6 separate regions of the Mus musculus genome follow, and regions 2, 3, 4, 5 and 6 are each linked to region 1. The links are chromatin contacts, called in public Hi-C, HiChIP or PLAC-seq and promoter capture Hi-C maps. All regions are on one chromosome and are shown on one strand. Each heading gives the region's core, a stretch centred on a gene start, on an enhancer-like site or on the middle of the called end of the contact. The rest is flanking DNA. Distances are from core to core; before and after follow the strand shown. Region 1 holds the start of Usf1 (upstream transcription factor 1). Region 2 holds the start of Kcnj10 (potassium inwardly-rectifying channel, subfamily J, member 10). Region 3 holds the start of Igsf8 (immunoglobulin superfamily, member 8). Region 4 holds the start of Copa (coatomer protein complex subunit alpha). Region 5 holds the start of Vangl2 (VANGL planar cell polarity 2). Region 6 holds the start of Dusp12 (dual specificity phosphatase 12).

The links. Promoter capture Hi-C pulls out the DNA fragments that hold promoters and counts their contacts. Hi-C and Micro-C count contacts between places; a contact is called where the count stands out from the background. HiChIP or PLAC-seq counts read pairs in DNA pulled down with a chosen protein or histone mark.
Region 2: a contact with region 1 is called in an H3K27ac HiChIP or PLAC-seq map of large pre-B cells, with 2.1 times the contacts expected there. The contact joins the promoter of Kcnj10 here to the promoter of Usf1 in region 1. A contact is called at or near these places in 1 of 39 promoter capture datasets (liver) and 1 of 115 datasets of contacts at active chromatin or transcription factors (large pre-B cells).
Region 3: an H3K4me3 HiChIP or PLAC-seq map of pro-B cells shows a contact between it and region 1, with 3 times the contacts expected there. The contact joins the promoter of Igsf8 here to the promoter of Usf1 in region 1. A contact is called at or near these places in 1 of 39 promoter capture datasets (pre-B cells), 2 of 484 Hi-C or Micro-C datasets (CD4 T cells and muscle stem cells) and 3 of 115 datasets of contacts at active chromatin or transcription factors (SST interneurons, pancreatic cancer cells and pro-B cells).
Region 4: a contact with region 1 is called in a Hi-C map of cerebral cortex, with 4 times the contacts expected there. The contact joins the promoter of Copa here to the promoter of Usf1 in region 1. A contact is called at or near these places in 1 of 39 promoter capture datasets (hippocampal neurons), 1 of 484 Hi-C or Micro-C datasets (cerebral cortex), 3 of 115 datasets of contacts at active chromatin or transcription factors (embryonic limb bud, memory CD8 T cells and stem cell-derived neural progenitor cells) and 2 of 9 other capture datasets (liver and pancreatic islet).
Region 5: a contact with region 1 is called in a promoter capture Hi-C map of pre-B cells, with 2.4 times the contacts expected there. The contact joins the promoter of Vangl2 here to the promoter of Usf1 in region 1. A contact is called at or near these places in 2 of 39 promoter capture datasets (hippocampal neurons and pre-B cells), 1 of 484 Hi-C or Micro-C datasets (embryonic stem cells) and 2 of 115 datasets of contacts at active chromatin or transcription factors (embryonic forebrain and forebrain).
Region 6: a promoter capture Hi-C map of liver shows a contact between it and region 1, with 2.8 times the contacts expected there. The contact joins the promoter of Dusp12 here to the promoter of Usf1 in region 1. A contact is called at or near these places in 3 of 39 promoter capture datasets (the HPC-7 cell line and liver) and 1 of 9 other capture datasets (liver).

What each region holds. Positions count from the first base shown.
Region 1 is chr1:171,409,270-171,413,073 of GRCm38.p6, forward strand. Usf1 (upstream transcription factor 1) reads left to right here and starts at 2,044. Exons shown (of 10, transcript NM_001305676.1): 1 at 2,044-2,171. Arhgap30 (Rho GTPase activating protein 30) reads left to right here. Exons shown (of 12, transcript NM_001005508.2): 12 at 1-971. The coding sequence ends at 72.
Region 2 is chr1:172,339,518-172,343,321 of GRCm38.p6, forward strand. It overlaps Kcnj10 (potassium inwardly-rectifying channel, subfamily J, member 10), which reads left to right and starts at 1,693. Exons shown (of 2, transcript NM_001039484.1): 1 at 1,693-1,934.
Region 3 is chr1:172,310,306-172,314,109 of GRCm38.p6, forward strand. It overlaps Igsf8 (immunoglobulin superfamily, member 8), which reads left to right and starts at 2,062. Exons shown (of 7, transcript NM_080419.2): 1 at 2,062-2,288. The coding sequence starts at 2,231.
Region 4 is chr1:172,080,784-172,084,587 of GRCm38.p6, forward strand. It overlaps Copa (coatomer protein complex subunit alpha), which reads left to right and starts at 1,746. Exons shown (of 33, transcript NM_009938.4): 1 at 1,746-2,166. The coding sequence starts at 2,127. It overlaps Ncstn (nicastrin), which reads right to left and starts at 1,966. Exons shown (of 17, transcript NM_021607.3): 1 at 1,818-1,966; 2 at 429-533. The coding sequence starts at 1,899.
Region 5 is chr1:172,025,558-172,029,361 of GRCm38.p6, forward strand. It overlaps Vangl2 (VANGL planar cell polarity 2), which reads right to left and starts at 1,738. Exons shown (of 8, transcript NM_033509.4): 1 at 1,441-1,738.
Region 6 is chr1:170,883,678-170,887,481 of GRCm38.p6, forward strand. Dusp12 (dual specificity phosphatase 12) reads right to left here and starts at 1,863. Exons shown (of 6, transcript NM_023173.2): 1 at 1,390-1,863. The coding sequence starts at 1,730.

The DNA.
Region 1 (3,804 bases), core at 794-3,293:
CTTGTGGCCCCTCAGCGCCAGACATATGCTTTTGAAACACAGACTAATCATGGGAAAGATGAAGGGGTATGATTAGGACAGGACAAGAGGAACCAAGAAATCATCACCAATCTCTGGAGCACTTGCCTAGCTGTCTTTGCTGCCTCGGCAGCTGAGATGTCTAATTCCATAGGCTTGGGTCCTCCAGCTTCTTGTTTTGACCATGAGAGGTACAGACTTGGTGGATTTACTTATGTTTGTGTTAGACACAAAGCCACTTATGTCTTAGCAGAGTCTTAAGAAACATAGAACAATCTTGTTTCCAGGGAGTTAACAAAAACATAGGGTAGGTAAAAGCTTTTTTTTTTCTTAAATTTAAATACAGTGGGGGAATTTCAGCCAAACTTTTGCCCTATTCTGAGCTGTGAATATCTCTTCACAGAAGCCTACTGTAGATGTGGGAGATATAGGACCAGATATAGAATAGCTCACCCCTGATTTGTTCCTAGATTTTTGGCTGTCTTCTGACCCTCTTTAGTTTCAGAGTAGGAGAAACATCCAAGAAGCTCTTTAAAGTCCTCAGTGTTTGCTGAAGGAAATGGGTGGCATCCTCTACCTTCAATTATTTTGCAGAAGAGGTCCTCCCATTTTAGGAAAAGGGAATGTTGGGCTGAAGAGATAGCTCAGAGGTTAAGAGCACCTACTGTTCTTCCAGAGGTCCTGAGTTCAATTCCTAGCAATCACATGATGGCTCACAACCATCTGTAACGGAATTTGATGCCTTCTACGGGTGAGTCTGAAGAGAGCAATGGTGTACTCATTCATATACATAAAATAAATAAAGAAAGAAAAGAAAAAGGAAAAGAAAAGTAGAGGGAATGTCACTCAATTTGGCTCTAGCACTGTCTCTGCACAGGCTGGGGCTACAGGCCACCATTTAGCAATGGTGGGTATTTGATAATAAAAGCTGAATTTTTTTTTTAACATTTAAACAGTGTATGTACTTTGTCTTATTAAAGTTTTGGGTGAATGGTATCACATTCCAAAGTTGCCAAAATGTATATATCTTGTTTTTTCTTATTTAGATATTCTTCCTCAGTTGTCATGGGAAACTGTAGCTAGAAAGTAGAACTGGGTTCATGGTGGTCAAGAAATGAGGAAGAGAAACCTGTATTTACATAATGTTCATCTAATGCCAGGAATTGGGCCAGATTTGTGTGCATAAAAACTTTGCTCTTGAATTTATTTAATCCACTTGATGTGAAGTTGGTATTGGTATTTCCGTTTTACAAAGAAATTGAGCTGTAGTTAAGTAAAAATGCCCATCAAAAACCTCAGAGTTAAGAAGTGTTAGTTTCTAGGTGTGGTGGCTGTCTTTAATCCTAGCACTTGGGAGTGGAGAGATCTATGTGTATTCGAGTCCAGCATAGTTTATGTAGGACTACATAGAAATACCCTATCGCAAAAAAAAAAAAAAAAAAAAAAAAGTGTCAGTTCAGAGTCTGAATGGCTTCAGAATCTGAATTCTAGCTATTGCTATTATACTTCACTATTCCAAAATCACTCTGGGTACACCCAGAATGAAGAAAATGGTAATCAAACTCGTCCCCACACGTATTTAAGAGCCTGAGGAAAAGCTATGAGGTCTTTGGAGTATTGCTGACGTTAATACAAAGGTATATACCCAGATCCACGTACACTCAGAAATGTCCCAAAGTCCACTTGGAACCCCCTCAAAGTGATGCCCTGATCCAAGATGGCGTCCCACATTGCCCTTATGAAAGATGGCGCCTAAGATTGCCGTTCCACCCTCTACTTCCTTTTACTGGAAGTAAAAGGGCTCCGCCTACCACAAGGATGGAAGTACAATTTAGTCGGGTTTTTTTTTTCCTGGTTCTTACTGAAAACAAAGGCCTCTAGCGAGGTCCCCAAGGATACCGTCTGTTTCCCTTCAGAGCCTGCGACCACTCACGTACCCACATCCGCTCTAGCGGGCATCAGATTTGAAGCGAGCGGAAGTGTGGCAGCTCGGGGGGCCGTCCGTCGGCTGGGCGGGTCGAGGGCACACTTCCGCCCCTCACCAACATGGCCGCAGGCTGGGACTGCGCATGAGCAGCTGTCTATGGAGAGACCTAGATCCAAAGACGGAGAAGGCTGCCGGGGGAAATCGGCGACTGAAGCGGCCTGGCCCGGTGAGTGCGTCGGAGCCGGCCGGAGTCCGGACGCCGGTGGATCGGCATGGCGGGGCACCTTTGCTTTGGCTGGCGTTTCCCAGGCCAGGCCACGCCTGGGCACGGAGCCTTTGTTTTGGGGGAGGGGGCCGTGCCCGGCTCTTTCTCTCCTGCTTTGTGGGCCGAGCTCGCTCCCCGCCCCGGTGTGCACACGTCCCAGCCGCCTGCGGTGGGTATCCAGCTTCGAGCCGCAGGCCCGGGAAGGTCCCCGGCGTCCTTTCCCCGTCTCTCCTCCGCGGAGCAGCTGGGGCGCAGGCGAGCTGGGCTGGGACCGGCGGGGTCACCGCGCGGGCTGCGGGGCTCGCGCCTGCCGGGTACTCAGGTCCCCAAGCGCCTACTACTAGTCGGTGGGCCTGCAGGGAGACGCGTCGTTCTCGGGCAAGGTCCGGGCGCTTGAAGTCTTTGGGAACTTGATCTGGTTTTTGTGTGTGGGTGGTGGTGGGGGGTGTTTTGTTTTTTAAATTTCTGCCTTTGCGTCTGTGCTTGGTGAGGACGTTTGCTGGGCTCTCCTTTTGAGCATGCAAAACCACAAAATCCTAGGCTGATTTCCGTATCACGTATTATTAATGCTCAGGATGCTTCCGGATATACAACCAAGGTTTGAGTAAGGAGCCTACCGCCGTTTCTGGGTAGCCTCAGAAGTTGCGCTGACAGCTGTTGGCTATACGGTTGTCTCGTGCGCCTTGCAGTCTCTTTCATAGCCTCCTCCTGCAGGCCGTGCCAGGAGCTTCAGGAGGAGCTCTTCCTCCTGTTTGAGGATGGAGACCCCCTAGGTGGTCCGTACATCCGGACGCTGCCTCCCTTTGCAGCCTTACTTTCTACGGACAGTTTCACTTTCAGTTCCCTTTTGTTATTGTTGTTAACGTTCTTCTTTGCACACGGTCTTTCCGAGGCGCATTATCCGCTAAACTAAGGTTTTTCTTTGATTAGAAAGGTTTGGAAGATCTTGCGGGTAGAGTGTTTAAAAAAAATCTTGTCCTTTCTTGTTGAGATTATTTTATTGCTTTGTCCTATGCAGCTGTTTCTTTCTGGTGGCATCTGTCTGTACAGTTCTTTGTTTTTTCCCGTTCTCTGGCTGGTTGTCAAAAGTCCTAAGGCAGGAACATTGTAGATGGATTCCTCCCCCTTTGTCTTTTCTCCTGCAGAACCCTGAGCCTGGAGGTTTTCTTTCCCCCCCTCCTCCTGAGGCTTAGTTGATTTGGAGTTGTCATGGCAACATTTTAGCAACTATGTTGCTCTACAGGAAGCCTTGCTGGATAAAATAAAGAAGCCTTGAACATGATGCACTTGGGCACTGGTGTTTGTAACAGATGCTGTAAATCTGGACTCTCTCAAAACAAGAGCCCCGACAGCGGAGTAGTATCCAAGAGCCAAACCTGGGTTTTATGCTTAGTGATGGTTTCCCAATAGCAAAAAAGGTTTCAGTTTTCCTCTTCTTAGATTTGAGGACTGGAATTTGTTTTTTGTTATTCTTATTTGATTTTGAAACAGGACCTCTCTATACATAACCTTGGCTGTCCTGGAACTCACTCTGTAGACCAAGCTGGCATTGAACTCAGAGATCTGCCTGCCTCTGCCTTCTTAGTGCTGGGAT
Region 2 (3,804 bases), core at 443-2,942, 930 kb after region 1:
TTGGTCCTTTGGAGTTTTTTTTTTTTTTCTTTTGGTTTTTGGTACCCTGGTCCAGGTCTCTTCATGCCCACACTATTGCTATTGCTCCCAATCTAATCTAATTGCTTCCTGTTTCCACTCACACTCAAACCATCTTGCTCACTTCCATATTAATCCCCTCCAGCTTCTTTCTGTATTTTTTTTTTTTAATCTTCACTGCCCCAAAACTTGCAGTTGCTTTCCATTACCGATAGTCATTTCGGGCTATACTTCATGTGCCAACCAACCAATCATATATTTAGTCTGGGTCTTCCATCCTTCTTGAACAAGCCTGGATTCTAAGAACTAACCTTTAGCCAGCCCTCTCCTTGTTCAAGTAGTTCCTTGCCTACTTCTCTGTTTTTCCCTTTCTCCCTCTCTCCTTCTTCCTTCCTTCCTTCCTTCCTTCCTTCCTTCCTTCCTTCCTTCCTTCCTTCCTTCCTTCCTTCCTTCCTTCCTTCCTTTCCTTCCTCCCTTCTTCTCTCCCTCCCTCTCTTTCTCCCTCCCTCCTCCCCCCTCCCATTCTTCTTTCTGTGCTGGTGATGAATGGAACCCAAGACAAGCATTCTACCTCTCAGCTACAACACCCTCAGCCCCAAAGAGGCCTTTTCAAAAGGCACATGTATTCTTCATCTTATGCATTTTGAGAGTTTTAAGCTAAACTAAAATATATATAGTTTCCCTGCTTTCAATCCTGAATTTATATTAACACAGTAAGTAAAGCAGTCTATTGATATGTAGTTCAATGTCTGTTATGAATAAAAGTGGGACGTCTTTATTTTCTTCTTTAGTGTATGCCATGCATCAGATAGAGGGTACAAATCACTCAAAACAGATCAGATAATGAGAGTACATAGTGGATGGGAAGAGTTTGACGCTATTTCCTAAGCTGATGTGTCTGTGTTCCCACAGGACTTCACAATGGCAGTTCCTCTGTCATCAGTATTCTTTCTGCCATCTCCTTGGACCTGGGCCTCCTGCATTCCTAGAACCTACGTAGACGTTATCTCTTTCCTCGAACATTTGTGGGGAACCCCCTAAATAGTGACCCTTCCTTCTTCTTCCACAGCTTTGGATGTCTCCCACACTTTGCACCGTACTGCGGCTTATTTTTCCTTGCAGGAGAAGTTGCTGCAGATGGAGATGATGTTTGGTCCTCTTTTGCACCCCACGCCGCACTCTCTACACAGGGAACAGCGAATAACTTGGAAATTGTACAGGATGCCAGAGCCCTGTAGCCCCAGGAACCCAGGCCAAGTCTGCCACAGTCTCGGTCCCAGTCGCAGCCCGTCCTGAATTCATTTCCACCTCATTAACTGGGGCCCAGTCCCGCCCCCGCGGCCCTCGTCCTGGTTCCTCCATTCTGACACGGCCGCCTCACTTTTCTTCTTTCTCTTCCCCCCTGTCATCTTGCCAGCTCGGCTTCTATCGCTACGCGTATCGTCTCTTCATCTCTCTTTCTCCGGGACTCTGTCTGGGTCTCTGTTCTTCGAGTGTTTCTGCACCCTAGTCCGTCTGGGTTTGCGCTTCCTATCCCCTAAGCCCCGCCCCTTGCCTTGCCCAAATCTCTCCAATCCCCAGGCGCTGATCTGGCGCTCCGATCTGCCATTGGCCGGCTCCAAGCTCCCCCCTCTGCCTCCGCCCTCCCGACCCCCGCCGGGCCCCTCCATTCACACAAAGTTTGGCTTCGGCACTGCAGAGGGAGGGGGCGGCCCGGCCCGGCCCAACTCTGCCCCCGGCCGGCCCGACCCCGGCCCCGGCCCCCGGACAAACCCTTATCTGATTCCAGCTCCGGGTTTAAGAGTCTTGGCCCTGCCTGTCGCACAGCTCCGCTCGCCGCTCCTGCCCGCCCCGTCTGTTCATCTGTCCCGCTGCCCCGCGATTTATCAGAGCAGCCACTTCACCTTCGAGCCAAGGTAAGACTCTGGCCCTGATAAAGGAGTGCTGGGTCCTATCCACTTATCCATCGGATCCCCCTAACCCTTTGGTCCCTACGGAAGCTGGTTGTACCCTATCAGTACAATCCGGGTCTCCCTCCTTCAGTCTTGGCAGTTCCAAGTGGACTTTCCTGGGAAGGGCCCCTCATCAAGAGTACTTTACTCAGGTTATTCACCTCGGGTCTTCCATCTAAGAAAGGGGCTTCCATGATATCCCCTCCTCATGACACTTGGCAGACCTGCAGTTGCATGGGGCTCATCCGGTTACTAGAGTAATTAATTACCACACATAAGCCTGCACCCACCCACACAGGAATAGAGACACTGCCCCTTGCTCCCAGTAGAGATAAGTTACTCCTGATTCCAGCCCTTCCCCCTTGCAGTGACATTCACACAGTGACACTCATTGACGGTCTTCTGAGCACCAGTTTGTTTACACATGGGGAGAAAGACAAGCACTAGATTAGAAGACGCAGTCACCCTGATGTGCCTGGGACCCTCTTCATTTCCTTCTGGGTTCCCACTTTGAGACCCCCTCCCTACCGACATCCCTCAATCCTTGAAATTGCCTCACAAGGACAATCTCAGAAGAAGATGTTTCTTCTGGAGCAGGGTAGATTAGTGCCTATGAATTCATCCTTTAGGGATCCCCTCTCCCACTCTCTGTCTTGCCCCATCAGGGACTGACCAAGGGCAGTCATGTTAGGATGGAACTGATTCTAGGGAGGAGACCCGAGGCCCAGAATGGCCAGAAGGACAAACCTGGGAAAGAAAAAATTTAGGGGTAGGACTTCTGGTATCTCGGGATTTCATTTCAGTAACTGAAGTGCCCTGGGCAGACTGAGGCTGACGGAGAGAGGCGAGGGTGCACAGAAATAAAGACAGATTTGGATCCAAGGGAAGGCAAAGCTTAAAGCCTGCTTAGGTTGCGTATCGATACAAATTCTGATGAGAGGTTTCTGGCCAGAGAGCCCTTGCTGTGGTGTTTGAAATGTTTTTCTCCCTATGGGACAGGCGGCTTTAGGTAGTCCAAGAGGACAGGAGATGGTAAAAGACGCCTTGGGAGCCTCCTGTTTGGGGTTACATGGAAGGCACAGAGTGGGCATGGAGAGACTGGCGCCATGAGCCGGCAGTTACCATGAGCTCAATCGAGTTTCATCTTGAACACTTTTCCCTGATCTCCAAGGAGTTTTGAATATGTTCCTGGAATGATGGAGATTCTAGCCTCTGCCAAAGTGCAGGGTTTGTCAGGTCCCCGGGGGGGTAGACTGAGTATGGGGACCAAGTCTAGAAGGAACCAGGTGTCCTGGCTCCTAGCTGGTTCTTCAGGGAGGAGGAAAAGGGGAAGAGGGGGCAGGGAAGGCACTGTGCCAGGGAGAGGGTCCAGGGCTGGACTGCAGAGGCAGTAGGCTTGACCCAGGCGGTGCCAACCCCTTCACCACCCTCCCGGTCTTTAGTGTTGGTGGCAAGGGAGGAAAGAAAGGAGGGGGGGTTAGGGGGTGATCTGGGCCAGTCCAGCCTCCCAAAGCCCTTGCCAACCTGGGTCCTGAAAGGACCTGCTGTTTTCTGAGCCATCCCCCCAGCCCCCAGCCAGAGCCCAGAGCAGCCAAGTTGTCTCAGTGGATATCAGATGGCAATGACTCCACTGGCTGGGGGTGATGGGGGGGGCGATGGGCCCATTCCTTGTGTAGCTCTAAAGCAGGATCCAACTGATTTCCCTTGCCTTGGGGGCATGGATAGCATCTCTCCAGCATGTGCCCATATACCTTGGGGGGGGGGGAGCATATATTTATGTGGGAGCTACGTGAGTGACATTTCCCAAATTCTCTCTACGGCCCCCTGTACTCTA
Region 3 (3,804 bases), core at 812-3,311, 900 kb after region 1:
GCACAGTTTTGGGAGGGGTGTGTAAACGTTCTCCTAGCCCAGCCCCTAACCCCTGTGTACTGGCACGGGAGTCCCTTTGTCCCAAGCTACAAGGTAATCTCCTGGAAGAGAGCTCCTCCTACTCCATCCCATATGCTTATACCGAGTGCTGACTGTTAACTTGTTTATTCAAAACACGCAGGATATCCCTGAGAGTTGGGGACCTTGAAAGCCTTGCTGACTAGGGCACTACTAAAATCCAGTACAAGGTCTGGCCCGCTCAGTACCCTGCAACATGAATGAGTTTTCGCCCTTAACAGAGTGAACAGTGGAGTACAAGAAAAGATGGGAACCGTCAGACTTGAGGTTTTGTGGATTTGTTTTGTTTTGCTCTTTTGTTTGTTTTGAGACAGGATATATGTGGTTTTGGCTGGCCTGGAAGTCACAGAGATCCATCTGCCTCTGCCTCCTGCGTGCTAGGGTGTGCACACCAGACCTGAGCTTTAAAGTAACACTTTAGTTACCTTAAAATCTGTGTGGCCTTGGGCAAGACACATAACTATTTTAAAAGGCCAGGTCTCTCTTGTGTTAAATGACTTTGCTTGTAAAATAACCTGTAAAGTTTAGAAAGGATATCTTCAGGTGGTGGCGGTGTTATTGTGAAACCATCCCATAAATGGCTATGATGATGATAATCATGATGTTGTGATGGTGATGGTGATGATGATGATGATGACCGACTTTCAAACCGGTACCAGAAAGTCATTCAATCCACTCAACCTCCAGCTAAAGGGAGAATGCTTTCTCCCAAAGTCTCCCGGTAGCTTGCAGTTTTCACATGGCTCAACATGGCTTCTAGAGAAACAGTGTGAAGAAACCAGGCTTGGGATATATCCAGGTGACAAGGAGCAGGTCCCTTAGCCTCTTGCTAGGCAGTCTTGGGCGACCAGGGTTGGAGTTCTGACTTCCCTATAGATTCCCTATCAGTGTTTCTCTGTGGTTGCTGAATGTGGCTTCCACTGGCAGCCCCACGAATACGACTTCTGAGAAGAGGAAGTCACCGCTGGCCCGGATCTCTTTTCCTGTCTGTGCCTCAGTTTTCTCAATAGGAAGCAGTAAGCGAGGGAGCAGGGGTGAAGGGGACAAGTAGGGAATGGAGGTGAAGATCTAGACGTGTTCTAGGCCACTTCCCCCTAATGGGCACTTCCGCGCCCTGGTTTTGCAGGCTGAGCCGCCCCTTCTTCCCATCCTGGCCCCACCCTACTCTCCGCCTTTTTCACAGTTGGAGACATGGCTTTGGGAAGAGGTTTCTCTTCCTTTTTCCTACCTCCAGGCTAGCTCCACCTTCCCCAGCAAAGAGGTGTGTTACGTCCTCTCGTTGGAGACTCCAATTGGTAGAAAGCAGTTTAACGCAAAAACAAAACACCCCCATAGTTACCGTGTGCATGAAACGTATGTGCATGATCTCAGCTAATAATCGCCGTAACTCCTCGAGTGTTTACAATCTCTGTTCCGTACGTGGCGGGGGGGGGGGGGGAAGTGAGCTTGAAAGCATTGAGCTGAACAAGGATCTTCCAGCTAGGAAGTCTGGACCGCTAACCCACTTCCCTTTCGCTTTGCATTCTGACCGGGTATTAGAACAGATTTCCAGCGATCTTCCAGGACTCTGAAGCCCCTTTGGGTCCGCTTCACGTCCAGGAAACCGTGGGTCAGGCCATGCCTACATAAATCAGCAGGGTTTGCTGCCAAGACTCAGTGGCCCACATCACCCAATTGGATTCTGAGTGCGTAACCACAGTCACCCCATCATGCATCCCCAGAGGCCCTGCAAGCACCCCATTCTCCCTGGAAGGCTGGCAGGTGCAGGGCGGGGTGCCCTCTGAGCGAGGAAATGGGGGTAGAGGAGCCCAGGTGCCGCCAGTTCGCCCAGCCTGAGGCCAGAGGCGGAGCCACCATCAGGGTCGAAGTCTGGCCCAGGCGACGGCCTGGGGCGGGGCGAGGCGGGGGCGGGGCCGGGCAGCGGGGCGCGGCTGGGACTGGTCTCCCGAGCTGCGGAGGGCGGGAAGAGCGGCGGGAGGAGGGGAAGAAGGGTGGAGGGCGGGGAGTTGGCGGCTCCCGCTCGGCTGGGCTCTGCGCACCCACGCTTCACTGCTCCGCTTTCTGCCCCCCACCTGGGCATGCGCCCCCCGCGGCCCTGGCCCCCCAGAGCCCACGCCGCCCCCAGGAGTCTCCTCAGAGCCGCCTACGCAGAATGGGCGTCCCTAGCCCCACGCCGCTGAGTTCGCTCCTGCTGCTGCTGCTAATACTTGGTAAGCCAGGTGGTGGTCGCCGCGTCCCTGTCCCGGCCGGGTAGGTGCCTAACACCGTGCAGCCCACCAGCCCACCTTCCTAGCATTTCAGAGCTGGTTGCATCCCTACTTCTCCAACAGACGTGCCTCCACTGTCTCTGGGCTCGGCGTCTCGCTTCCTTTTGCGCCTGTCTGCCCAATCAGTTATGGGGAGGGTGGTGGTGTCCTCGCTCTAGGTTCCTAGCTGGGGCATATGGGCGACCTACTGAGGTATCCCCTGAGACACCATCGGGCCTCCGGAGGCAGGCACCACTTCTCATCGGTTACACCCAGCGTCTGGGGTCGTTGCTACCAAATACCGTGACAACCTTCTGCCCCACTCTCGGCTCAAGGCCTGGTTTTGGGTGTTTGCTCTGCGTGGGCAGTGCCTGGCGGTCTTCATAATTGCCTAGAGTTGGCTGGAGGCCCAGGGGCTGATTCTGACCACGATCTCTGAAAAAAGTCTCCCCAACACCCCCACCTCCCAATATAACATGTCACCATCTGAGGCTTCTTCCCTCACGTGTCTCCACCCTGGGCCAGTTCCCTCTTTGCCCTTCTTCCACGCTCCCAGATATTTGCCTGGTTGTCAGACTCAGTTGGTCCCAACATCCCTGCCTCAGGAGAAACCAGGCTCCATGGAAACTGAACCTGGGATCTCTAAGCACCCAGTGTCTGTCCTGGTGGGTGTTTATGATGGTGTGTTTTCTGGGCCAACCTTGCGTCATGTCTGGTGTGTGTGTGTGAGTGTGAGTGTGTGTGTGTTGAGGCCTGTGGAGGTTGCTAACATTACCATGTTTGGGGTCTGACTTGGAGGGCTCCCTGTAGGAGGTGTTCTGGGAAAGATATGGCATGGAGCAGTTGCCAGGAGACTGAAGCCCTTGAAAGGAACGTGTGTGTGTGTGTGTGTGTGTGTGTGTGTGTGTGTGTGTGTTATGCATATGGAGAAGATACTATAGTGGGGCACCCCAACCTCCTTCTCTGGTTTATACCAGAACTGCGCAGTGTTGTACAGAATGGTTCCTTGGGCTTCTTGGGGCCAGGATGAAAACTCCTTTGGGAACAAGGCGGGAGGCAGAGTGATGTAGGGAGTTGAAGGAGCTGTGGGGCTTGGTTGCCTAGCGATTGCTTCTTTTCCTTTGGGCTTAACCCGAGCAGGGATGAGCCCAGGGGTGGTTGGGAGGAGTGAGTGTTATTCAGGGGCGGGAGAGGAGCTGAATGTCATCTTAGCCCACTGCAGCCAGCACTGGCATTCACTTCACAGATGATGTGAAATACCACTGTGTATCCAGTGAGGGTGGGGGGTGGATTTGAACTCAGAACTGACTCCAAAGCAGACCTTTGGCTGTTAGAAAGGAGGCAGCCCAGCCATTGAGAACCTTGTAGCAGCCTATGTTCTGAGGCTGTGGGGACAACTTTCCCATGGGGATCTCCAAGCATCAGCTTGTGTGGAGCCAGGAAGGTGGGAGGGGACCTTCTCAGCAGAGTTTACCCATGG
Region 4 (3,804 bases), core at 496-2,995, 670 kb after region 1:
TGATGAACAGCAATGTGGAAAGTGTAAGCTGAATAAACCCTTTCCTCCCCAACTTGCTTCTTGGTCATGATGTTTTGTCCAGGAATAGAAACCCTGACAAAGACAAGATCCTAGTTTGATTTCTTACTAGCATGATCCTGCTGGGAAAGTTAATCCATTTTTCTCAAGTTTTAGTTTCATCATTTGTACAGTGTTAATAACAAGGATTGTTGCAGAGGCAAAAATAAAATGCACACTTTAAAAGAGCATTTACTAAGTTTCAGCTCTTATTAATTATCTTGCCTGGTTTGACAGATGATAATCACCTTCTATACATACACTGTAATTTGAATGCCAAGACTCCTAAGCAGGATATGAGTATTTCTGAGTATCCAGGATACAAACTGAATTATTAATGACCACAAATACAAATTCCAATTCCAACTTACACTGGCAGCCAATCTGATGAGTGGCGTTGAGCAGGCGGACACAAGGAGCTGTTTTATTTAAGGGAATGTAGATTTTCCTCTCCACTGAGTTTCCCCCACACAATCCTGATCAGAAGATAAACAGTATTAGGAAAAAGTGAAAGATAATTTGGTATTAGCCTCTATCATCATCAGCTCGATTCATGGTTTCAGTAAAGCATTCACGATCATACTGTCTAACACAAGATTAATGATCATTCTTTTCACTTCTTGGCCACATTATTGGAACATAAGTATTGTAAAGAGGACCTAGCTGTGTATTTTAGAAAGTTATTAGACTCCATGATGATCGATTAATTATAAAGCTAAAAGGTGATTGTCAAAAGTCTTTGACTTCAGATGTGCCGGCGTCAAGTTTCAGGGCTAAACAAGTCTGCTTCTTTTAGCTTGCCTGTACATTACTAATTAGTTATCAAAAGAGCTCTGGTCTAAGAATATAGATTGCCAAAACCAAACAAAGAAAAGCACTAACAACAAAAACCACCTAAGAATCTGAACAGACCTAGGAGAAGAAACGTTATGCCACACACCTGGTCAGTTAATGAAATATCAGACCATTTGCCCACACACCTAGAGTATGGGACAGCTACAGTTCCTCCCTTGAAGCTAATCAAAAGCAATGTGAATGTTGAGAAAGACGGAGTCATGGCTATACAAGGAAATGGCTGCATTTCAGGGCTTACCTAGAAAGATATATATATATATCTTTGCTTAACTCTTAGTTGAACACACTATAAATAATTACAGGTGTGTTACTGATTGTACTTCATAATTTAAAGATCACTAAATAGACATTAGATTGGAAAAAAAGAAAATATTCATATACATTAAACGTCTAAGATTCCTTGAATCATTACTTCCCTCTTAACAGTTTAAAGCAGCTAAGCTAACGTTAGCCTCACTTTAGTAAGCTAAGAAAACAAGGAACACAAATTTAGGCTAGAACCAACAGGAGGAAACGGGGGCTCTCATTTTTTCAACGTCGCACAAAGACCACGAAACGAGACTGTTTTGATCTCAAACATACTAAACCGGAGGAAGGGGGCTGAGCTTTTCACACCTGTCCCTTTTGATGGCTGATGGGGTGGCTGGGCTTTAAACAGAGAACGAGGCATGCGAGAAAGGTTGAAGAGAATCAGGCTGGAAACCCAGAAAAGGGCTGGAGAGAACTAAGGAAATGCAGGTCCAGGCAAAGGAGGAACTTATGTCATGGGAACGAAAGACAAGAAGGATTTCCAGGGCGGGGGACAGAGGGGCAATCGGAACCAGAAGGGCATTGCCTGCACTAGCGATGGGCCGTTCCGGACGGCTCCTCTTAAAGACCAGAGCTCCGGGGTGGGGTGACCTCACCTGCCAGTACCACGGAAAAAGACAGAAGAAGAAGACCCCGACTTCCTGGGTCAGGCCCAGAGCCGCCCCTAGTCGTAGCCATCTTGCCTCTCCGCTGGGCGGAAGCCTCAGGTCCCTTCCAGACTCGTAGCGGCCTCTCTAGGCTTCCGCTAGCATCGTCTCTGTGGCCCAGCGCTCCAGAGACCGGAAGTCCTTGTCCGAGGAGCTTCCGGGAGCCGCGACCCGGGAGTAGCTGACGTGGAAGCCTTGGGAGTGCCACCGGGAGCGGCGGGACCCGCTAACCTGACCTAGGAGCCCGAGGCCTGAAGGATGCTAACCAAATTCGAGACGAAGAGCGCGCGGGTCAAAGGTAGTGGAGAAGAAACGGGAACAGCGGAGGTTGGGTGTTGGGGGTAGTGGTGCTGTCACTAAGGCAGGACTCGCTGACCGCGTCGGGCCTCCTGGAAGAACCCGGAGGAATAACCGAGGGAGCGGCTTAGGGTTAGTGGAGTAGTCTGCAGTCCGTGCTGCTTCGTATGTCCTGGAACTTATCGTGTCGTGGCTCGTTAACCTTAGGCCGGCTCCCTACTCCTTCCAGCCACCTCTTCTGGGGGGGTGTGCCAGCCCTTTCTGTTCTTAAGGCCTTATGACTTGGATGCTTTCTGATAACCAGGTTGTATGGAGTGTTTCTGGGGTTTGAGTCTCAGCTTCTGTCACTGGCTACTCCAGTAGCCCGTCTGCTCCATTTCCATGTCCAGTGCTTCCGCTGGACTATTTATTTATTTATTTATTTTTGGCCTATTTGGAGTGAGAGAATGGAGGCCTACTGCCCCACCAGGTCCCGAGCCTGGGTAAGATTGTCCGGTGAAATACAGATGCTTTGTGTTAGATTTGAATACCAGGTAAACAGCTAAATTTTTGGTGATAAGTCTTGAAAGACAAAGGCCTGAGATCACACTCTTTGAAAATGTCGATATTAGAAAAATTAAGTCTATGGAAATCTGATAAAAAATATATCTGGACTATTTCATGATATGCATTATAGTGAAGTGGTTCAGAATTTGTTTATTGGAGTCAGTCAGACTTGCTTAGGAATTCTGAAACGTCTACTAACAAGCCGCCTTAAGGTGTCTCCTTACTATCTCTAAATCTCTATATTCTTATCTTTAAAAATAAGGATAGTTAACACTTTCTTATAAAGAGAATTAAAATGAGAAAGTACATTAACTGTGTTTATAATAGTGCCTGGCAAGACTTAGTAATTCAGAAACTGGAGGTTCTTTAATGGAGGCTATATTCTGGGCAGTTTCTAAGTGTCATGGGAAATTTGATTATAAAGGGTGCCAGTAAGAATTCTTAGTACCACCAGGGTTACATAGAGAGACCTTATCTCGAAATGGCAAAAAAAGAAGAAGAGAAAAGAATTATCATGTGTGGTGCCAGTCATGGTGGCTTTAATTGCAGCACTCAGGAGCCAGATGCAGGTGGATCTCTGTGAGTTGGAGGCTAGCCTGGTCAACGTATCGAGCGGCAGGCCAATCAAAGCTACACTGAGACACACTGAGATCCTATTCTAAAAAAAAAGGTTCTAGGGCTGAAGAGTTGGCCCAATTAAGATTTACTGTCTGTTCAGAGGACATGAGTTTGGTTCCCCATTCAGCAGCTCACATCCACCTGTAATTCCAGCTCCAGGTGACCTGACCCCTCTTCTGGGCTCTGTGGGCACCTGAACTCACCTGTGCATGTACTTAATAAAAAGAACAAACACAAACGAGTCTCTGGTATTTGAGTAGTTGAAATGAGTCTTCATTTTCTATGAGCTCTTTTCAGATTTCTTCTTGTGCACTAGAAAGGCATTAGGGAAATCAGTATTTGAGAGTTCATTAAGATCGCTGAATCAGTTAAGAGGGCATACTGTCCGCACAGTATGTCGTTCCCATCACTCATGACATGTGGTTCACAACTGCCCGCTCCACGGGACGGTGTTAAAGAGTCTACCGTAAAAATA
Region 5 (3,804 bases), core at 488-2,987, 620 kb after region 1:
TCCACCTCCCCAGCCCCCACAACACACACCAGCTCCCAGAAAAGTCCATCTCCCCAAATAAACATCACCTAAGACAACTCACTACTCACTACCCCCCCCCCAATGCACAATCCTCACAGGGGTCTCACACACTCAAGACACTACCCTTGAATCTAGGCAGGGCCATTCAAATCCTGCAGACAGCCTTCCCTGTGGGCTTTCTGCCAGGAAAATCTGCCTGCAGAGACAAGAGGTACCCCCAATACACACTCAAAATACACACTAGCAAAGACGAGCACATATCCACAGCTATCCATCAGTACAGGTTACTCACAAGAGCACAGATTCACACACACACACTCACACCCCTTCCCACCACACAGGTGCATACACACCTACCCCATATATGCCTACCACCCATTCAGCTTTTATAAACCCACCTTCTCTAATACCTGCCCATCTCTTTCCCATAAGCCCCTCTCTCAGCACATACACACACAGACACACACCCCTTCCCTTGAGTATACACACAAATACATACCCAAATACACAGCAGATGTGTGTGGTCAGCTCTCTCTCTCTCTCTCTCTCTCTCACACACACACAGAGAGAGAGAGAGAGAGAGAGAGAGAGAGAGAGAGAGAGAGAGAGAGAGAAACATCTACACATCCAAACCCAGGGCCCACCTGCAGGAACACGCAGTACGTCAAAGCGTATATGCACACACACACACACACACACACACACACACACACACACATACACACACAAAACAAAGAATCATGCATACTGATCCCCCAACCAACCCTTTAAAACTCACTAATGCAGTGCTTAGGACCTTCGATGAGTAAATAGGACAAGGGACAAATATGATGTCGTTGGTTCCCCACACACACCCCAACACACATTCACCAGTATCGCCGCAAGTCCCATCCTTGGGCTACACACACACACTGCTGTGCGGGGCCATCTCTCAAGGATCCACTCTACCCCCTAAACACATACCTGCCCCTTCCTCCCCACACTCCAAAGGTGTGTATGCATCCCTACATACCTTCAGCTTCCAATACCTCCAGCCTCCGATCCTTCCACGGCCTCTCCCACCACCTCCAACACACGCTACCCAATCCCCGGCTTCAATGGGTTCCCTTGGGATCGTTCAGGCGCCCGCCCTGGGCCCCCCGGCCCAGGAAAGTCCCCGGCTCTTAAGGCCTGGGCTCCGCCCCTTCCCCATACGCCCCTTCCCCTCCCCAAAGTTGGGGTTACTCCGCTGTGCAGTGGAGGACAGACCGGAAGGGGGTGCCTCAAGCCCCCCTTCCCCCAGAAGCCATCCTGCTTTCTCCAGGGCCGGGCGCTCCCTGGTCTTTTGCATGGTTTCCTTCTTTTTTCTGTTGCTTTCTTTCTTTCTTTCCTTTTTTTTTTCCGCAAACTTTGCCCGCGCCCCCGCGGCCCGCCACTCACCCGCCACTGCGAACAGCCCGGTGGACTGGGCGCACGCCCCACTCCGCTCCGCGCCTTTGTATCCGCAGCGCACCCGGTCTTTCCGAACTCCGCGCTCCAGAACCGGCAGCGCGGGCGATGGGGGTTGACGAGGGGGGCTCCTGAGGTCGCTCACCCCGGCTCCGTCCCAGACCACTCGCCTGTTTCCCCCTCGAGGCCCCGGGGGCAGGGGGCCGGAGGGGACTGCAGGGCACTCAGGCTCCCATGGCGGGACCCAGAACCAAGCAATCGGGGATCAGGAATCAGATCTGGAGCCGGCGGCGGAGGGGGAGGGGACCAGAGGGGGAGGGGACCAGAAGGGGGCAGGGGGCGGGGAGAGAGCTCCCAGGTGCCGCCTCCCGGCTGTTCCCGCAGCCGCCGCCCCTCCCGCTGCTGCGTCCATTGTCTGCGGCCCGGCTCTTCCCCGAGTCGCGGCACCCCCAGCCCTGCGCCTGGCCATGCCCTGCGCCCTCTGGATCCTGGGAATCCGCTCCTGGCTTCCAGACCTGGCCAGGAAGGTGTGCTCGAAGCTGCCTCGGCTCTTGGCTTTGGTCCAGCCCGCAGCCCCTCTTGGAGCTGTCTTCTTCGACCCCCGATTGAAAACCTTTCCCCTAGGCCCTGATGTTGGCCATATTCTCTTCTTTAGAACCACAAACCTGGTCTCACAAACTCCAGTGGAATCTGAGACGTGGGGAAGATTGGTCCCCTCCGGCCTAGAACTGCGAAAAGGGTCATCCCTGATATTAATTAGTGACAAGAGACAGGCCCCTCTCCCATGTATACGGTATTTCCCTGACACCATACCCCTCCTTCTTCCAAAAATAATTTAATTACTCGGTGTTCTAGCTGTGAGCGAAGACCGCCTAGTCAGACTGGGACGCTCACTCATTAACACGTTTTCCTCCCCTCTGGTTTGAGTGTTGGGATTAATTACAAAGGGAATCCTGCCCTAGGGGAGAGGGGGAGGGGGAGAAGACGAGGGCCCGCGACTTGGGGCACCAGAGGAGAGGGGGGCCTTCTCCCAGGAAGCCTAGAGAGAGAGGAAAAAAAAAAAAAAACCCGGGTGGATGCGGAACTCCAAAACTTTTGGCTAATTTAGCTTTGCAGGTAGGACCCAGGGAATGTAGGCTAGAATAAAATATCTGGCACATTTAGGGCATTTCCAGTTCAGAGCACACTAAGAAACAAACCAGTTAGAGTTGCTAAAGTGCCTAGGAACCCAACAGGGACGAGCCCACCATAAAGTAGCTGTGGGAAGGCCAGGTTGCCCTCGGAGTGAATGAAAGCAAAAGTATTATTACATTATTACATTGCTGCTAGTACTATTTACCTTGTAACCTGCCACTTACCTAGAACAGTGCCGCTTCAAAAGCATCTTCGAACACGTTTCCACACCCCCACCATCTCCACCTTCCAATTCTGATACCTGCCCCTCCCAACCCTGTGATTAAGAAATCCCAGAGAAGGCGACTCCCAGTCTCTGTTCCTTTCTCTAATGGAGTCTTCCCTAAAACTCAGGCACATCTCTGTTATACATTCGAACCAGTCCCCAAATGAGGACAGATTGTCTTTGTCCGCATATGGCTGTTCAAAGGTGAAGAAGCTAAACAAACGCTGCTTCCCTTCAGCTCTGCCCAAACCCTTGTTTCTCTCCAGCCACTGTTCCCGCATATTAGCAAAGAACTTAGCGTTAAGACGACGTGAATGAAATACAGTCATAGTTTCAAGTACCACAGTCTCTGCAAACACAATGACCTTCCTTCACCTACGTCTGTCATGTGCCAGGCACTGGACTGCTCTGGGGGTCCTGTAACCACACCAGGAATGCAAGGAAAGAGCAGAACAGTGGAAGACAGTAAAAGGAGACAGAAAGACCTCAGAGTCCCCTTACCTGTCCAAAGCACACCTCCAGTGTTGAGCACTAGTCTATAACTTGACAGTGTTAGAACTGCCACATTACGTTGCGGGCAGGATCTCTTTTATGTTTAGTGTAAATTATATTCACATTCTGCCAGCTTGTTTCCCAGACCCGGAGACAGGCCCCAAAGAATTGGAAATGAGTTTCTGACGTCAGAATTACAAATGACTTTGTAGAGCGGGCCCCAGCTGAAGTTTGAGATGTAAGTCAAGATGTCACGAACGTACGTACGGGAGACTTCAGGATTGATGTCTGTTAAGTGTGAAACGGGAATACACTCAGTTCTTCCTCTCCTCCCAGAACCAGATGTAATTGAGAAGTTACATCTGCAAGGAGAGTACTGCCTTAAACAGGTGTCTGACATTAAATGTAATCATTCTAGTGCTTCCTATCCAACAACTCTCTGAACAAGCCTCCACTCTCGCCCT
Region 6 (3,804 bases), core at 613-3,112, 530 kb before region 1:
CTGATATATCCTAAGACAATAATTCCAGAAAGGGCTTTGCCTATACACCAGAAGAAACAGCTCAATACAGGTCAGGCTGACTTTCCTGGCTCATTCGCTAAGCATTATGTCACACTCCTCTTGTCCAACCTCTTTTTTTTTTCTTTCTTTATTTTTTATTTTATTTCATTTTTGGTTTTTTGGTTTGTTTTTGTTTCCGAGGCAGGGTTTCTCTGTATAGCCCTGGCTGTCCTGGAACTCACTTTGTAGACCAGGCTGGCCTCGAACTCAGAAGTCCGCCTGCCTCTGCCTCTGCCTCCCCAGTGCTGGGATTAAAGGCGTGCGCCACCACCGCCCAGCCTCAATCACTTTTCTATACAACTGTCCAGTCTTAATTATTCCAAGAATGTGAACCGTTTTTGTCTTAGTCAGGGTTTCTATTCCTGCACAAACATCATGACCAAGAAGCAAGTTGGGGAGGAAAGGGTTTATTCAGCTTACACTTCCATGCTGCTGTTCATCACCAAGGAAGTCGGGACTGGAACCCAAGCAGGTCAGGAAGCAGGAGCTGATGCAGAGGCCATGGAGGGATGTTCCTTACTGGCTTGCTTTCCCTGGCTTGCTTTCTTATAGAACCCAAGACTACCAGCCCAGGTGGGTGGGACCTTGATCACTAATTGAGAAAATGCCCCACAGCTGGATCTCATGGAGGCACTTCCCCAACTGAAGCTCCTTTCTCTGTGATAACTCCAGCCTGTATCAAGTTGACTCACAAAACCAGTCAGTACAGTTTTCCTTTGGTCCGTGAATGTTTCTCTAAACTTGCCCGTCACGTATAACTTTGATTAAAAATCCTCCAGCATGGTTTCACACTCAAGGTGTGCAGCCCTCTGGACAGAAGCAGGTGGACATCTGTGCTTTTTGAAGCCAGCCTGCTCTACATAGCGAGTTCCAGGCCTGCCAGATCTATACAGTAAGACCCAGTCTCAAAAAACAAAAAGTCACATGTTTTTCCCTTGTTAATCACAGTGGCCTTTAGGGCGAGGAAGTATCACGTATTTTCACCCCAATACATCTGACCTGTATTACATTCGCCGGCTTGAGTGTCTGACTTCTCTTACAAATCTGATAAACTTTAACCTAACCCCCAAAATATAGACAAGCAGATAGAACGATGGACGAATGGACGGATAGATGGATGCACAGACAGACAGACAGTTGCTGCAAGATGAAATCAAACAAAACACTAACCAAGGGCGGGTTTTGGAACCCTCATTGGAACCACACACCCCAAGGGAAGATGAGGAACGAGGGTCTTGGCTCTGACAGCCTGGAACCTCCACTTTTGGGCGCCTCTGCAGAGAGGCGAGACCCGGTGCAAGGCACCGCCCCCCTGCACGTGGCACTCACCAGTGCACCAACACCGCGCGGCCTTCGGAGCGAGCCTGGCCGATGAAGGCCACGCAGCGATCCAGGTGGCTGAGCAGGTCGGTCTCGGGTTTGTCCAGCGCCGGCACGAAGAGGCTCCGGAGACCTTCGAACCCAGCCCCAGCCGGGAAAGCCGGTTCAGAGTCCACCGTCAGCACGGCGGTGATGCCCGCCTCCCTCAGATGGCCCGGTTCCGCCACTGCCGCTGCCCCACCCAGATACAGCCCGGGCCGCACTTCCACGGCGTGCCCTGCCGAGCTGGCGGGACTGGCAGTCGGAGCCTGGCGCTCGCAGCCATGGTTAGAACCCTGCGCTTCCAACATGGCAGAGCCAGGAAGCCAGGCAGCCGCTGCCCGCCACCAAGTCACCGGCTAGAGTGACTGACTCCTGTGTCGGAATAGCTCCAGCCGCTCAGCAGCGCCGTGGGAGGACCATGGCAATAGGGAAAATGACTGCTTCTGGGGAAGGTGATGTGAGCCGTGCTCGGGCTGTGTGCTTAAATAAGCTCCATTTAGAGCAGCTTTTCCACCCAACCTTCTAAAGTCCAAGGCAGAAAAATAAAGTCTCCATTCATCCGTTGCTGGTAGGACCACAAACTTGTACAGTCACTATGGAAATCAGCTTGGAGGTTCCTCAGGAAAATGGGAATCTATCTCAAGATCCAGCAAAGCCACTCTTCCTACCATTTGAGACATTTGCCCAACCATGTTGCCTATTGATGCCTCATAATAGCCAGAAATTGGAAACAACCTAGATGTACAACAGAAGACTGAATAAAGAAAATGTGGTACATTCACACAATAAGGTATTACTCAGCCATTTTAAAAAAAAAAAATAAAATTTGCAGATAAATGGATGAAACTCGGGAAAAAAAAATCATTCTGAGTGAGGTAACCCAGACCCTGAAAGACAAATCTGGTATGTATAAGCTTATATGTGGATATTAGCTGTGATAACTGATGTGTTAAAATAGAGGCTCGAGTCTGAACACAGTACACTGGGCCCAAACAGTTCCACGTGTAAGAATTTTATTGGGGGATGGGAGGGAGGTGGCGGCAGAAAGAGAAGTGAGGGAGGGAGGGAGAGGGAGAGATGGGGGCAGCTCTGGAGTGGGATGTTCTTCTTGAGGCTTTTGGGGTAGAGAGGGAAGAGCTTAGGCGGAGGGTAGGACTTTGTTGAGATATTTAGGGATGCTGTATAATAAAGCGTTTACTTATCTAAGCCTAAGTTACCGTGCTGTTGTAGCTGATCTGCCTTCTGTGATCCTCTGAGGCCAGAAACTACAGTTTCTGGCAACTAGCACCTCTTCTTCAAGCCACAAGAGAGATAGATAGATATGTCTATCTCAGCAGGAACTGCTGGGCTCTAACTTTCAGCCTGCTAGTCCGGTCTCAGGAAGAGAAGACACTTAGATAAATAATTATAGAGTTTATTACCAAGTTGTAAAAAGTTTCCTATGAAAGCTATCTAAGGGGAAAAGCAGAAAGATCCTGAGTGGGTAAAGGGAAAAATTCTCTAAGTGGGGAAAGGGAAAAGAATCTAGTCTAAGTGGGGAAAGGCAAAAAAGTCTCCTCTATTGATCTTAGCTCTCCATTGATCTTAGTTCTCTATGATTCTTTCGTGTCTCTTTGTCCTTGGTACTTATACGTCTTCCAGAATACATGATCACATGTTACAAGTTCATCACAAGTTCACACAAAAAATCAAATCATAAATTGAAATAGAAGTTTACAGCAGAGAATGTTTACATGCATATCCATTAGGAGTGATTATCTAGCTAAACATCGATCACCTGTCTCAGCTCCACAGGTTCACTGAAGGTTTAAATCCATAAGTTATAAAGTGAAGGTTTGTATAGATAAGCCCAGTTGGTATTTTATCTTCTGTCCTAGCACCTACAATAAATTGTTAGTTGCCTTTTAATGACCTTTGGTTAATTGTTTTACAACCTCTTGGAATGTGCTCTGAGTAGGAGAAGGTCTGGTTACCATCTAAGAGCAATTAACTGGTGATACTTGGGAGAATGACAGATTTCTCATTGCAGCTTTGACTATCAGAAAAGGACCTAACAGCAGTCCTGTTATAAAAGAGCTTAATAATCAGATATAATTTTAGGAATTCCTATAGGATCATCATGAAGACTTAAGTTATCTATTTGTCTATATAGCAACACGACAAGATCTTCATGGATCTGCAGAGATCTGCTCCAAAAGGGTGTGCTACTACTTAGTGATTGTTATATATATTTAATAGTAACAGAAAAAGCATATTAACAGGAAAAGCATATTAATAGCAGGAATCTTTCCTAAAATTAGTCCCTCACAGCCTTGCTTAATGAGGGCTCACCTGTTGCAGATTATATAATAATCCAAAGCAGGCCACTTCAGGATGATCATC